3 separate regions of the Mus musculus genome follow, and regions 1 and 2 are each linked to region 3. A link is a contact called in public Hi-C and promoter capture Hi-C data. All regions are on one chromosome and are shown on one strand. The core of a region is the stretch at or near the end of the contact, and the rest is flanking DNA. Distances in the headings are between cores, read along the strand shown. Region 1 holds the start of Serpine2 (serine (or cysteine) peptidase inhibitor, clade E, member 2). Region 2 overlaps Wdfy1 (WD repeat and FYVE domain containing 1). Region 3 holds the start of Acsl3 (acyl-CoA synthetase long-chain family member 3).

Region 1 (4,671 bases), core at 92-2,591, 1.2 Mb after region 3:
TGCCTAGATTCTTTCAAAGAAGAAGGAACGATGACATCGGCTCATGACCTTCAGGAGTCACCCTTAGCTGAACAAAAATTTCAAACACTACTCTGAAAAAAACAGCTAAAACTCCATTGTTGACGGTTCCATTATCTGTGGCGAAGCTCTTGAGATTTTTTTTTTTTTTTTTTTTTTTTTTGCTTAAATGTTGCCAACAGGGTATAATTATTGTTTTAGAACCACAGAAAGTGTTCAAAGCACCTTCAATTTTTAAGTGTGCTTCAGATACACAAATCGGTAATGCTGACATTTCTCCCATTATCTGTATTCCCATTCAGATACAAAATCTCCAAAGTACAAGATGATCAGATCAATTGTTCTAGAACAGTTCAGAAAAGTAAACTGCCTCCTGGCTTGAAAGAGAAAAGTTAAACCTTCAAACACCTTTTTATGTTCATGCTAAATATAAGAACGTTCCCAGCAAAGTAGTCAAAGCAAGATCCAGCGGCGTTTGGAGATTTCTCTGGAGAGACACGCGGAGATTCTGTTTTGTTCATTAAAACACTAAAAATCCTCAACAGCACCTTCCCTAATACCTGAAGGTGGAGTGCTGTCTTATGTAATAGCAGCTTTCCCTCTCTGCTCATCGTGGGGGCAAATTAAATACCTAATTCCTCCGAGGATTTCTGAGTACTTTCACCTTACCTGGAGTCACTCACCGGCCTCGCAATTCCCTGGTCCACAGATGATGAAAATAAATAAGAAATCGCAAAGAGCTGCTACTGTATCCTAGGGACAAGCCTGTTGCAAAGGCCAGTGTGAACTGAAGTCCTTCCCCAAACCGCTGCCCACCTCCACACTGCACAGGCAAAGGTTACAAGTGAGAGCCGGTCGCCCGGGACAGGGACCCGCGCACGGGAAAAGTGTGGGGTCGGTGCTACCCGTGAGTGCCCAGTCGCCTCGGGTTCAGGGTCACGGTTTGCAGTCCTGCTGGACCCACCCCGAGCTCGGCGAGCGTTCCGTCAGCCTCCGGCACACCTGGACGCCCAAACCCTCGGGGACAGGGACGCGGGAGCCAGGAGCGCTCGCAGCGGGGCCCGAGGCGGTTCGAGAAAGTTCCCGCCCCAGCAACCGGTCGCGGTGCTGCCCCGGGGACAGTCCCCGGCTCCCCTCCGAGCAGCGGGAACCCCGCAGCTGCTACTCACCCGTCCTCGCTTGGATCCCCAGGTGGCGGCCGAAACCGGGAGGGAGATCGGCGCTGCGCGGCGGTGGGGGACAGGCGGCGGTGACGGTGACGCGTGCAGCCCGCACTCCCGTGCAACCACTGCACTAGCCGGCCGGGCCGCGCGGGGGCTTTATCGCCGCCGCCGCCCCCGCCCCTTCCTGCCTCCCCCGCCCCCCGGCCCGCCCCGCCCCGCCTTCCCGCCGCCGCCTTTGTGTGGCAGCCGGCCGCAACGTCTCTGCACCGCAGGGGACTTTAGGACGCCCCCCTGCCCGACCCGCGGTCGCCAGATGCCGCCCTCTCGCGGGGGTTGGGGGGTTCGGGTCCCCAGAAAGCTCCGGCCAGACGCGCCGGGCTCGAGGTGCGGCGCCAACCCCCGGTCGAGCTGCACGTGGATCGTCCGGATGAGCCTGTGGGGAGTGGAGAGGAGTGGGCGACACAGAAGCCAGTGGTGTGCCCCTGAGACGCAAGACGCGTCGTCTGGGGGTGTTGGGGGGGGGGTGACAGTGTGCAATCCTGCAGGTGATGGAAATAACGGAGCTAGGACGTGGAGGTCTAGAACAGGTCCTCCAGGTGCCCCAGAGTCAACTTATCCCTGCTTAGTGGATGAGCTGGCTGTGGGATTCCTAGGCACATGACAAGCAAGGACATGCAGAAAACTGACCCCTTGCTTGTGGTGATAGCATGAAGTACTCTCAGAGCTCCGAAGATCCAGGTGTTTTGAACCTACACCTTCAGCCCCTGAGACCTTATCAGACCCAAGGCCAGCAACAGATGGCTGTTATGTCCCATGGTCTGTTACCTGAGTGTCCCTTTCTGCATTCTTCAGTCCTCTGCTCAGGTTAGGTTTGTAGGGACTTTCATGGTAGTCTCTGTTGCCTTTGGTGCAACGCCCTCCCTATCAGGCCCCATGTTTGGCCCCAATGAAGAAAAAACAGCCGTAAATCTCTTTAGGGCTGTGAAATAAACTGCACCTAGTGCTAGAGCAACTCAGATCTCTGAGCAACCACACTGACACAGCTGTGTCCATGACAGACACTCCCCCACCCGTGTGTGTGAGTGTGTGTGTGTGTGTGTGTGTGTGACTTGAAAAACTGAGAGCAGCTTTCCAGATGAAGGCATTAGGGACTGAGGGTGTGGCTAGGTGGTAGGGTGCTTGCCTCAGATGCACAAGGCACTGGATTAGGGTGCAGTGCTACAGATAGGAGGGGAAGCAGATAAGAAACTACTAGAGCAGTGGTTCTCAACCTTCCTAATGGTGCAGCCCTTTAATAGGTATGGTTCCTCATGTTGTGGTGCGCCCCCCCCCCCCCATAGCACTATTATTTTCCTTCTTACTTCATAACTGTGACTTTGCTACTGTTATGAGTTGTCATATAAATATCAGTGTTTCCGGATGATCTCTGTGAAAAGGTCATTTGACCCCTCAAGGGGTCATGACTCACAGACTGAGAATCACTATACTAGAGAGCCAAGTTTGAAGTGTGAGTGAAGGCAGATGCACAGAGCTTGCTGGTTTCTCTGCATCTGCTTCTATCTCACCATCTTCATGCTGACACTGCTGATTGAGACAGTTGTAGGCACTCGACTGAGACCCCCATATACTTTGTCCAGTTCTTTCTCAGGGCTGACATTTTGCAAAGCGATTTCCTAATGTCACATGGACTGCGTGGTTTGTATCTCAAACACTATTTGCCGTTCCAAATGTTCAGGAAAGTCAACTGGTTTTGGGAGAAATGGACAAACAGCGAAGGATTTGAGTGTCTTGTAATGCAGGTCATGAACCCCCCCCCCCTTTTTTTCCCAGTTAGAGTATAAATAGGATTTAGTCCAGAAATTCTCAGCCTGGGGTCATGACCCCTTTGGAGGTCAATGACTCTTTCATAGGGGTCACATATCAGATATCCTGCCTATCAGATATTTACATTTTTGATTCATAACTGTTGCCAAGTTACAGTTATGGAGTAACAAGGAAAATAATTGTCTGGTTGGAGATCACCACAACCCGAGGAGCTGTATTAAAGGGTTGTGACATTCCGAAGGCTGAGAGCCACTGGTCTGGACTCTGTCAGATACACCCACCACTCGGGAGTCTTTACAATTTGCTGCTTTCGTTTACAACCTCACGACTGACCTGCCCTTCCCTCGTCTCCCCAGCAGTGTGGAAGGAATGGTTTTTTTGAGCAATGCTGTACTTGACTTCTCAGTTCTGAAATCAGGCAGGATACAGTGTCAACTAATAGACTGAAATAAATCCAGCCACGAATGTTCTTTCTCTCTCTTTGGCCACTGGATGGGACGGATTGTGAACTTCCCCCCAGAGGAAAGGAGTCTAAACAAAGCCTCATTCTGCCAGCGGGATCTGCTAGGAATACCAACGACACTTGTGACTGAGTGTGCGTGGTGGCTGCCTTTGGTCCACCTTCCTCATGCCCACAAGGCAGGACAGTGGCAAAATCCAGGGTACACTTGACACGCCATTCACACCACCAGGCACTTGGCTATCCATCATCGGTACACAGGTGGACCCAGAGAAGGTGTGTGCCTACCTCTGCTGGAGGGCTCAAGCTGCAGGTTTTCCTCTCCGTATCCAACTCTTCTTGCAAGTATATTTCTCAAAGACCTGTGCTTCCATGGGCTATGTCCTTCCCGTCTCTGTCTCTGTGTTGTTTGAGCAATACAAATCACTTAACTCCTACCTGGTTCTTTCTTCCCCAACTCCACATTCACAGTAGAATTTCATTTCATCCTTCAATTGTGTGGCTTTGCCTTAATCTTCAGCTACAGCTTCAAGCTATTTAGTCAAAAAAAAAAAAAAAAAAGTGACCTGGCACTTAGCCAGCTCTAGCCAGGATTCTGAGTTTGGCTTTGTGTCCATAAGCTGCAGTTGGGAGAGACACAAGAAATTCCCAAACAGAATAAAACAAATGATCTATTTAGTCTCGTTTCCTCTCTTGGATGGGGTCCAGTGCCGAGTGCTGTGGAATAAATGTGATTCCCCCACCCCACCTCCACTGCTCCCCGGCAGACCCACATAAAGTGACCTTGTGTTTGAGTAAAAGCTGTCCTTAGCTCCCAACTGGGTGATGGTGTTTTGTCTGGAAGACTGAGGGAGATTATGATGCTAAGATAGTGACAGTTTCGTCTCTCCTATCTACCCTGTATTTAAAAGATATTATACCACAGAGCTGCTTGTTACACAACATTACAGATGCAAATCCTGTTTTGTAAGACTGTTCCAACCCAGAGAAAGGAGACTGGGCTATAACAGTTCACTTACACAATTACCTTCTGAGGCCCTTGTACCGATGTTTTGTCCCTGTTGAGCTTATAAAAGACATTTGTCTTTTTATTTCCCTTTAAAGTTGGCTTTCAAGTAAATCCAATTTCCTCTTTCTGTAACTTCTGAAACTGATTAAGGCAGAGGGTGGGTTTGCTCTCTCTTATTGTCTGCTTTTCAGCAACGG
Region 2 (4,306 bases), core at 1,516-4,015, 1.1 Mb after region 3:
CCAGTAAGGGTACTGGGGGCAAGTTTCTCAGTTAAAAAAGAAAAAGAAGAGATTTGAGAAAGTCTTAATGAAAATGATCCAGGTGTATTATACAGGCCAAACTTGGTCATGCTCACTGTCAGTCACATGGCCGTGATACAAAATAATAGAGGAGAAACCACATTTGTAAGAACAAAGTATGATTTTCTTTTTTCTTTTTCTTTTTTTTTTTTTTTTTTTTTTGTTTTTTGAGACAGGGTTTCTCTGTGTAGCTCTGGCTGTCCTGGAACTCAGTTTGTAGACCAGGCTGGCCTCAAACTCAGAAATTCACCTGCCTCTGCCTCCCAAGTGCTGGGATTAAAGGCGTGCGCCATCACCGCCCGGCAAGTATGATTTTCTAAAAATTTGAATTAAAGATAAAAAAATAATGAGATGCAAAATTCTTCCAGAAGGAGCAAACATTGGCTACTCACCTGCCTCAAGCCCAGGGTCTTTGTGTCCCACATCTGTTTTATATTCCAGAAGAAGGGCTGCTCACACTTCTGACAGGAGTCGCTTTCTAACCACTGAGGAGCCTGGGGGCAGCAGGGAAGCAAAGCCAACATCTACATGTTTACACTGGCCTTCCAGACGTTAGCACAGAGTTCTGAAACGTTCTGGACTCCATGTTTCTTTTAAATCCCACATTACATTTTAGCTGAGGTTCCCATGATCAATCCCATGGTGTTTAGATGTTCTGTTGTTGTTTTTATATGGTTGGTTGCTTTTAGGAGTCGGTCTCACTATATAGTCTGGCTGGCCTGAAACTTTTAGCAATGCTCCTGCCTCAGCTTCTTAAGTGCTACAGTTACAGATGTGCACTCCCATTCTCAACTCCCGCTGTCAACAGATTCCCAGACATCCGTGTGTGCTTCTAAGTGACTCAATTGGAATTCTCCATTACTTTCTCACAGTTAGAGTGGTTCTAATATCAGAACCACTCTGGTCAGATAAGTCCAGGTCAGATCCCAGGTGCCAACCCTAGCTTTCCCACGTCCCCCGTTTCCTCATCTGGTACAGTCCCTGTAAGGCTGTACAGCTAAGTGTTCTCAACAGTGCCTGATGTACAAAGGCGCTATGAATCCCAGCAGTACACAGTACTTGATGTGCTTAAATGCACCAAATCTGTGTAGCAAGCACAGGGATCCAGAACACCACCACTGCCACTGTTCAGGCAAAGGAACTGTGGCTTACAGCCTGGAGCAACTGTCCATAGTCAGACAGAAGCTGAAGACCACAGAAAATGAAAGAGGCTGGTCTATCTCTCCTGATAGTCCACCATGCTCCCCATAGCCTGTGAAAAAAGGGCTGTATTCCCCTTTATGACATGAGGTCTCAAAACTCGGGACTGGGAAGTGACAGCTGAGCTCTGGCTTCGGAAAACCATGGTTAAGAAGACAGCATATTACTCTGGTGATCTAGAGGGCAGAAGAGCACAAGGGAAGGGAAAAGTATGCTTTTAGTACATTGAGAGAGCAAACAGTAGTCAGTGCATAAATAGACATGTGTTTTGGAACAAACTTTAAAACAAGAAAATCTGTCATTTTATTTTGTTACTACTCAGAAGCGGGTGTTAAACTCTAGGTTAGCGCGAGCTCTGTGAGTGTTGTCTATGGAGAACAGAGGCTGTTTGCGCTGAGAAGAGCAGAGCAGAGCTGAGGACAAAGCTCAGCTGCTGACTGTTTGCCCCATGGAGGAAGCCCTGGGTTTGTTTGATCCCCAGAGCTGCAGAAGTCGAGGGTGGTGGCACATGCTTATATAGCTCCATCACTCAGGCAGTGAAGGCAAGGAAGATCAGGAGGCCAAAGCCCTGCTCAGGCCACAGACAGGGTCCCAGGCTGGTGTGGGTTACATGAGACGCTGCCCTCAGAAAGAGAGCAGCACAGTGAGGGGTGGTGAACCAGGGCCCGGCAGCTCCCACCAGGGAAATGCTCTACCACTCAGCGACATTCTCAGTCCAGAAAGGAGGATGTTAACGAAGCACTGACTTCTATCTCTTTTCTGCATCCTTTTCCATCTAATCTGAGTAGAGGGACTTATTAATAATCTCTCTTTATTACTGCCACTAACTGCTAACTCATCTACACTGTATTGATAGATAAGTACAGTATTCTACATTCTAAAGTCTGCTTGCTTAAATATTCTCCGTAACTATGGTTACTTGTTCATTCATACTTATTTCCCAAAAGGAACAGCCCTAATTATACTCTGTCAGGGAAGCAAATATGGTCTATTGTGGGAGGGAGTTCATAGCCACGGTGGGCTGGAAACAGTCCAGAGACACTCCAAGTGAGCAGTGTGGAGCTGGAGAACCGTGCTTTATCCTCTGGCCACTGGCTAAGGAAGACCCGGGTCCCACACAGGATCAGCCCTCACAGACAACAGACTATTCACCTTTGTATTACATTTCCCTAGCTAGGAAAAAATTAGTATCTACTAAAAATAATGCCTCTTTTGATAGAATTTTCCCCCTGCTCCATTAGAGAGATGACTAGCAGGAAGTCGTCTTTGCCCACAGGAAGCACCTTGACAGACAGGGCTGTATTTTTCTTTTCCCACACGCACAATTACAGTCCACCGTTATGTAATCTGAAGGAAGGACGATGCTCCCACTTTCTGACTGCATTTTCTAAAAGAGTGTACAAAGTACAACAAACGTGGGGTGAAGGCAGAGTAGTTAAACCCAAGAGACTCCCACAGCTGTGCCTGGCTATGCAGGAAGTGCACCCTCCCTCTCGCATCTCTGTTCTCTCAGAGGAAGGCAGGAAGGATGGACCCAAGAAACAGACGGCACACCAGCCATTCCTGGTGTGTAGAGCTGGAGGCTGGGGAAGACAGAACCCAGTCCTAGCAGGCATCCATCCGCAAGGAAAGCCCTAGCACGCGGCACTGCAGAGCCGGTACGAAGTATGTGGTGCAACACACACTCCAAGCCTTACCAAAAGAGTTTTAGAATATACAAAACCAGAAGTTCATCAGCAGCCATGCAACCGGAGTTTCCGGTTTGGCTTGCCACACAAAGCTGGCAGGAAACCTGGCACTTAGTAATACTTCTGACTTAGGCAGCACATTTTATCAGTTATAGAGCAGTCTGGTTTCTTTATGGGATGGCAAGTTTCTTGTAGGTAAGACCCAACATTTACCATGTGTTTTCCCCTAAGCTGTCAGACAGTGCGGCCACCCTGTACTTGCCTGCTAATGCTTCTGTAGTGAACCTGTCTTTACCACCCATCCATCGTCCTTCTTTAGATCCACTTCTGCTATCACCATTACGAGCCATCGATGTCACTGAGCAAAGTCAGACCTCACAGGTGCCAGCAGAGATGAGCAGGAGATCCTGCCTGGAAACCATCTGATGACAGCTATAAAAAGCCTAAGGATGTGCACACCCCTACACCAGATCTATTTTCAGAAATTTGCATGGGATGAATAATTGAAGAACCTCATGGTGACAAGGTCAAGCAGAGTCACTGTGGTGTCACTCAAATGAGCAGACGATCAGATTCTAAAGAAATGGAGGCACCTTAGACATCCTCTCAAACAATGATTTCACTTTATAGAAAAGGAAATAGATATTCAGAGATTAAAACACTTATCTAGACTTATCCACACTAGTTAGGGGCTCAAAGAAATCTAAAAACCAGATTGCCTTAAAGATAAATGTATCAGTTTGGACTTAGTGGAAGACAGCACAATGCAAAATAAAAGCAGAGAACTACTACATCCAATCCAGTAGTGACACGGGTGACAGGCCCCCAAAACCTGGACGCAGTCCCAAGGCGAAAAGTTCACGGAATCTTAGTCTCCTGGAACCTTGGCATTCCCAAAGCACGAGTGCTCCAAATTTGTTCCAGCGATAATATGGAGGGTCTTGCATGCTTTCTTATAGTATTTTACTGGATAAGAGTTAGAAATCTCAGGGTAAGCTACTCCCATATGCAAGAATTTACCGTTATCTAGGAAGAAGGAAGGTTGTGGTCTAGGGAGGAACCAGAGTAGATACTTAGAACTATAGATAGCTGAGTTACACCGATACACAGGAATTTACAATGGCCTATGGGGCATGGCCTATGGGGCAAGGTGGACTACACAATAGACTAGAATTGGAACAATGACAGGGCGTGAAGCCCTTGCCCCTGGCTTCTAAGATTAAGCTGACCTTCGGTGGGGCTGCTTTTGATCCCAGTTGTTAATAGTAATTTTTACCCCACTTGGTTCCTGTTAGCTTTTTGTATGCATTCCTCTGTTTTGTGTAAAAGTCACTGGTAAGACTGGTGCTCACTTTGAG
Region 3 (4,662 bases), core at 82-2,581:
GACCACTTCTGAGGTACACATCTTCATCCCTCTGTAGACTGGAAATTCTGCATTCCTTTTATTGGCAGGGTTTCCTTGGGAAATGTGAAATTCCTAGTAGGAGCAGGCTGCTTGAGTCAAACACTATCTGTTCTTTCAGGCAATTAGACTGGCTAGGGGCCCAAGGTGAGTGAGTGAGCTGGCTTTGTAGAGTGTATCATGGCTCCACCTAGCTCAAGTCCTGGCAGCCTCCTCGGAGTTTTTAAGATTGTCCTGGGAAGTGAGCCTCTTTCTGCCTTAGCTTGAGGCTAGCACAGCAACTCGACCTTTCACCTACTTAAAGAAAAGTTCACAGACCAACTAAATAATAGGTTAGGTTAAGAAAAAACAACTCTGCTACGAACAGTCTCTTTCTAATATTACACTCCAGTGGCTGATTTAGTCATTTGTGTTTTGCTGGGTGAATGTTTTGAGTGGGGGGAGGCAGTTGTAAAATAAATGCCTATATCCTGATGTAGTGTCCAAGAGGATCTATACAATGGCAAACTAAACAACACACACAGTCATAAAGATTCATAAAGCTTTTTTTTTTTTTTTTTTTCCGAGACAGGGTTTCTCTGTATATCCCTGGCTGTCCTGGAACTCACTTTGTAGACCAGGCTGGCCTCGAACTCAGAAATCCGCCTGCCTCTGCCTCCTGAGTGCTGGGATTAGAGGTGTGCGCCACCACGCCCGGCTGATAAAAGATTATTTTTGAGTAAAGTTTCATCCTTTGCAAACATGAAATGTGGGTATGCGAAGATTTACGAGTAAACGGGATACACGCTGCATTAAACGAAGCCCATGCAAGAGAAATAATACAGGGCATGCTTTGAGCTTTCCCCTTCACAAGCATTTTCAAACGTCATTTTTTTTTTTTTCTCTTTGCAAGATTTGCTAGAAATCCGTGTTCAAACTAGGATAACGAACCCAGTCCTGAGAAGAATGGGGAAAAAAAAAAACAAGCAGGTTATTTCTTCGTTTATATTGAGATTTATGCATCGCAGCAGTGAAGGCGGGTTTTGCAGTTCTCAGCGGGGGCACCCTGGACGCCTCAGGTCTTCCCGCCCTGCGCCCCCTGCCCAGCTCCCCTCTGCAGCTGCTGTAGCTGCGGGTCCGTCCCGCCGCTCCCCTCCCCAAGGGCTCAATCCCCGCCCTGCGAGGGCCCCAGTCGGGTCCAGCCGTCGGCGGCTCCGCAGAATGACCCATAGTAACCTCGCCCCGCCCCTGCCGCCAGCACCGCGCTCCCCAGGCCGGCATTTGATAGGCCGAGCCCCGCACGCGCCACCGCCCGCGGGCCAATGGGCGGCGGTCTCTTTGCATATGCAACGAGCGCCAGCCCGGGGTGCGCGTCCAGGACTGCGGCTCAACAGACGCTGCTCAGCCGGCGCCCGGGAAACGTCGCTGCGGTTGTGGCCGCGGTCGCGGGCTCGGACGAGGAGGCGGCGGCAGAGCGGGAGGCTGAGCCGGCAGCAGGCGGTCGTCCCCGTCTCGCAGGGCGGCCCCAGCAGCTGCGTCAGGGTCCTGAGGAGGTGGCGCTGGGCAGGAGCCGCTCTGAGGAGCAGCCAGGCCTGCGTGGGTCGGAGCCCGCGGTGAGTGCGCGCAGCGCCCGTTGTGAGGCGATGAGGGTCGCGGGATGGCGGCCAGGCCTCCCTCCTCCCACTCGGCGAGCGTGCATGCCGCTCGCCGGTGCCTGAGGGGACTCCTGGGCCGCGGGGTGCTGGGCCGTGGCGAGGGTCGGGGAAACGGGGGTTGGTGGAGGGTGAGTGGCGAGTAGGGCGTCCTCGCGGATTCGGGGAAACCGCCGGCGTGGAGCTGCGGGCGCGGGAGGAAGGATGCACCGCGGCCTCCTCCGCGGGCGCGGGCACGTGGGTGGGGTCGTCCCGCTCCACGCGGCCGCGCGGCGTCCGTGGGAGGTACCAGCGCCCAGAGGGTCCCTGAAAACTGCGGGTGTGGGACAGGAAATGCGGGTGCGGGCGGTGGGAATGGCGTGGGGAACCTCTGGTGTCTCCTCCTAAGTGCGTTTTAGTCTCGGACGAGTCAGTCATGAGATGCATACATAGGCAGCCCCGGGGGTCACTTGTGATCCCCGTGATGGGATTTCACAGATGAAGATCCAACTGTATGGTCCGTTCTGGTTCTAGAACAGGTATTCCGATCACTTGTACATAGAGCCCCTCAACTTAGAAAGGGCAGGACAGTTTTTGGGAATCCAGTGGAAACTAGAGAGGGGGGATTGATAACTGCCTAGAATGACAGAGCTGGCATTTACTGAGCTTTTTTTAAAGGCCACACACCAAGAACTTTGTGCATGGCTATGTTTACATTGTTAGTCCACCGGGACGGTCGCACATTCTCAGTTTTACAGCGAGAGAGCCTGCACTGTGGACACGTTAACTTAGCCCAGATCTGAGCTACTAGGAGAAGCTTGAGCCCCAGGAGGGCCTGTCTGAATCTAGAACAAATCTCTGATGGCTTTAGTAGCAACAGCCCTCTGTTGGTGTTTGAATGGTTTCCGTGGCTTTGGGTTTCTAGGTTCTTTTGGGTCTTAGGGGTTCTGCAGAGCTGTAGTTTGGTGTTTTTGTTTTTCCTGTTTGTTTTAGGCTGTTTTGTATGCGCACTTTGGCTCTGAGTGTTGTTGAAGGGTGCTGCTGAGTTGCCCCTAGAAGTGCATGCAAAGCTTATTACAGAGAGGGAAGTGTTGGGACTTGAGAGTGCGTTTTCTGGTGTCTCCCTGAGCACCCCTCACATGTAGAGTTGAAGGCTGATTGTATTTTCTAACTTAGGCTCTGATTCTTCTGTCATAAAGTGCCTTGACTCCAGTGTGGCCACAGGAGAGGGTCACCTGGTATCTTTGGAGTCCAGTTACTGGATTTGTAGGACATTTGGGCCGAGTGACTGGTACCCTGTGAGTCCCAAGATGTCCTCCTTGGAGAAAGCAAAGAAAGAAGGACACACTGAAGGACACTGTGTGTGGGAATAACACTAGCGCCTTCCTGATTCAGTTAATTGTTCACGGAGAGCCTTCTCATTGAGTCATGTCAGGCATCTTAGCAGGTGCTGGGAGATATAACAGGGATAGGTTGATCTGTCCCTGTGCCCTCAGGCTGGGATTAGACTACATGCCAAGGATTTTGTAGATAAATGGGTGATTGCAACCTATGTTACATGCAATAAAGGTGAAGTATTGGATGATTGAAGATTCTAACAAGCATTATGATTTACATGGAAATCCAGGGAGCTGCTTTTTAAGAACGGATTATGTGAGATTTTTTTCCTAGATGTCCAATTTGTGCTCTGAGGCTGAAATTAAATGTACATAGGACAAGCGCTTCAGAGCTTTTTGAGCAACTATAATAATATATTTTTTTATTTTAATATATTTCCCACCAGATTGTTATCTCAGTTCAAATTGTGGAGTATCTGAATGAGATAGGTAGGGAGTATTCCCAGGCCCGCCTTTAGAGTGCTTAAAGCTCAGAAGCAGCAATCTTTTATATGGATGTGGATTTGAAGGTGTGATTTAGACGTCCCCACCTCACAACACCCACCTCACCCCACTTACCCCTCAGTGATAGGCTTTTCTGATTTACAGTAAGCATCATAATTTTTTAAAGTATTCATTGTAGCTTATATTTTACTCAGTAACTTAACATAAAAATTTCAGCTCTAAGCTGGGTTTGGTGGCTCACCTTTTATCCCAGCACCTAGGAGGCAGAGGCAGGTAGGTTTGAGGCCAGCCTGTTTTATGTAATTCCAGGACGTAATTAGACCCTGCCTCAAAAAAACCAAAAACTAAATAAACATCTTTCAGTTCTTAGGAAGCAAGAAAACCATGCATGAATTGGGATATAGATATCTATTCAAACACTTCAAAAGGTAATATAACTAATTGTAATACTTTTATTGGATACCAGCTGTATGCAAGTATTGTCCTTTGTGTATACTGTTTAGAATAAGTGCAAAGATGTGCTTAAAAGTCCCTGCTCTGAAAATTTCATATCAATACTGATTTTTTTCATAGCACTGTCATATGTTATACTAGCTGAGCCTTTGAAGAGGTTAGTATGATGAGCAGAAATTCACGAAAGTGGAGATGTTAGGCAGAAAGCTGTTATGGCATGGTGATAGGTAGTATGAGCTGAGAGGTGAAGGTTCTGTTTCAGATCCAGGCAACTGGAGGGCTTGTATGCACTTTCATTCTCCGAACTGAGGCTCATTGTGAAAGAAGTAGATATTGGATGTGGGAGAACATGTTTCTAGGTTTAGAAGTGGTCCATGGCCTTGGGCTTCTCTTTAGGGTGCTGGTTTGGTTTGGTGTTCAGAAGTAGAATGCCATTTTGGGGCCTTCTCTTGTTCTGGTGAGAGTGTCTAAAACAATGTGCATGTCAGGCTGCCTGTGGAGGAGTAAGAGCAGAAAGAGGCCCTGTTAGTACTGAGTAGAAGAGGCAGAGTTTGCAAAGGAGATAGAAACGAGTGGCATGTTATTAGTTACCTCAGTGTTATTGTGACAAATGCCTGATCAAAGAAGGCAGGAAAAGATTTTTGGTTCATAGTTTCCAAGATGTCATTCGGTTTTAGTGGGGAAGGGTTTGTTGAAAGAACATTTCATATCCAGGTGGCCAGGGAGTACAGAAAGGAGAA

The links. Hi-C and Micro-C count contacts between places; a contact is called where the count stands out from the background. Capture Hi-C pulls out chosen DNA fragments and counts their contacts.
Region 1: a promoter capture Hi-C map of liver shows a contact between it and region 3, with 3 times the contacts expected there. The contact joins the promoter of Serpine2 here to the promoter of Acsl3 in region 3. A contact is called at or near these places in 3 of 39 promoter capture datasets (liver and pre-B cells), 2 of 115 datasets of contacts at active chromatin or transcription factors (acute myeloid leukemia and stem cell-derived neural progenitor cells) and 2 of 9 other capture datasets (adipose tissue and liver).
Region 2: a contact with region 3 is called in a Hi-C map of bone marrow-derived macrophages, with 11 read pairs. The contact joins the enhancer-like site here to the promoter of Acsl3 in region 3. A contact is called at or near these places in 5 of 39 promoter capture datasets (the 3T3-L1 cell line, the C10 cell line, embryonic stem cells and 1 more), 1 of 484 Hi-C or Micro-C datasets (bone marrow-derived macrophages), 6 of 115 datasets of contacts at active chromatin or transcription factors (acute myeloid leukemia, embryonic forebrain, embryonic stem cells and 3 more) and 2 of 9 other capture datasets (adipose tissue and liver).

Annotation. Positions count from the first base shown.
Region 1 is chr1:79,857,324-79,861,994 of GRCm38.p6, forward strand. It overlaps Serpine2 (serine (or cysteine) peptidase inhibitor, clade E, member 2), which reads right to left and starts at 1,342. Exons shown (of 9, transcript NM_009255.4): 1 at 1,188-1,342.
Region 2 is chr1:79,708,641-79,712,946 of GRCm38.p6, forward strand. Wdfy1 (WD repeat and FYVE domain containing 1) reads right to left here. Exons shown (of 12, transcript NM_001111279.1): 9 at 453-554. Among named protein-coding and RNA genes, the nearest start is that of Ap1s3, 39 kb to the left of the region's middle. Within about 2 kb of position 2,766, at least 151 of the 459 cell types and tissues checked have an H3K27ac peak or open chromatin away from gene starts, as enhancers often do. A contact at or near this core is called in acute myeloid leukemia, bone marrow-derived macrophages, kidney and 1 more, where this site is marked.
Region 3 is chr1:78,656,494-78,661,155 of GRCm38.p6, forward strand. It overlaps Acsl3 (acyl-CoA synthetase long-chain family member 3), which reads left to right and starts at 1,332. Exons shown (of 15, transcript NM_001033606.2): 1 at 1,332-1,610. Utp14b (UTP14B small subunit processome component) reads left to right here and starts at 1,332. Exons shown (of 3, transcript NM_001001981.3): 1 at 1,332-1,610.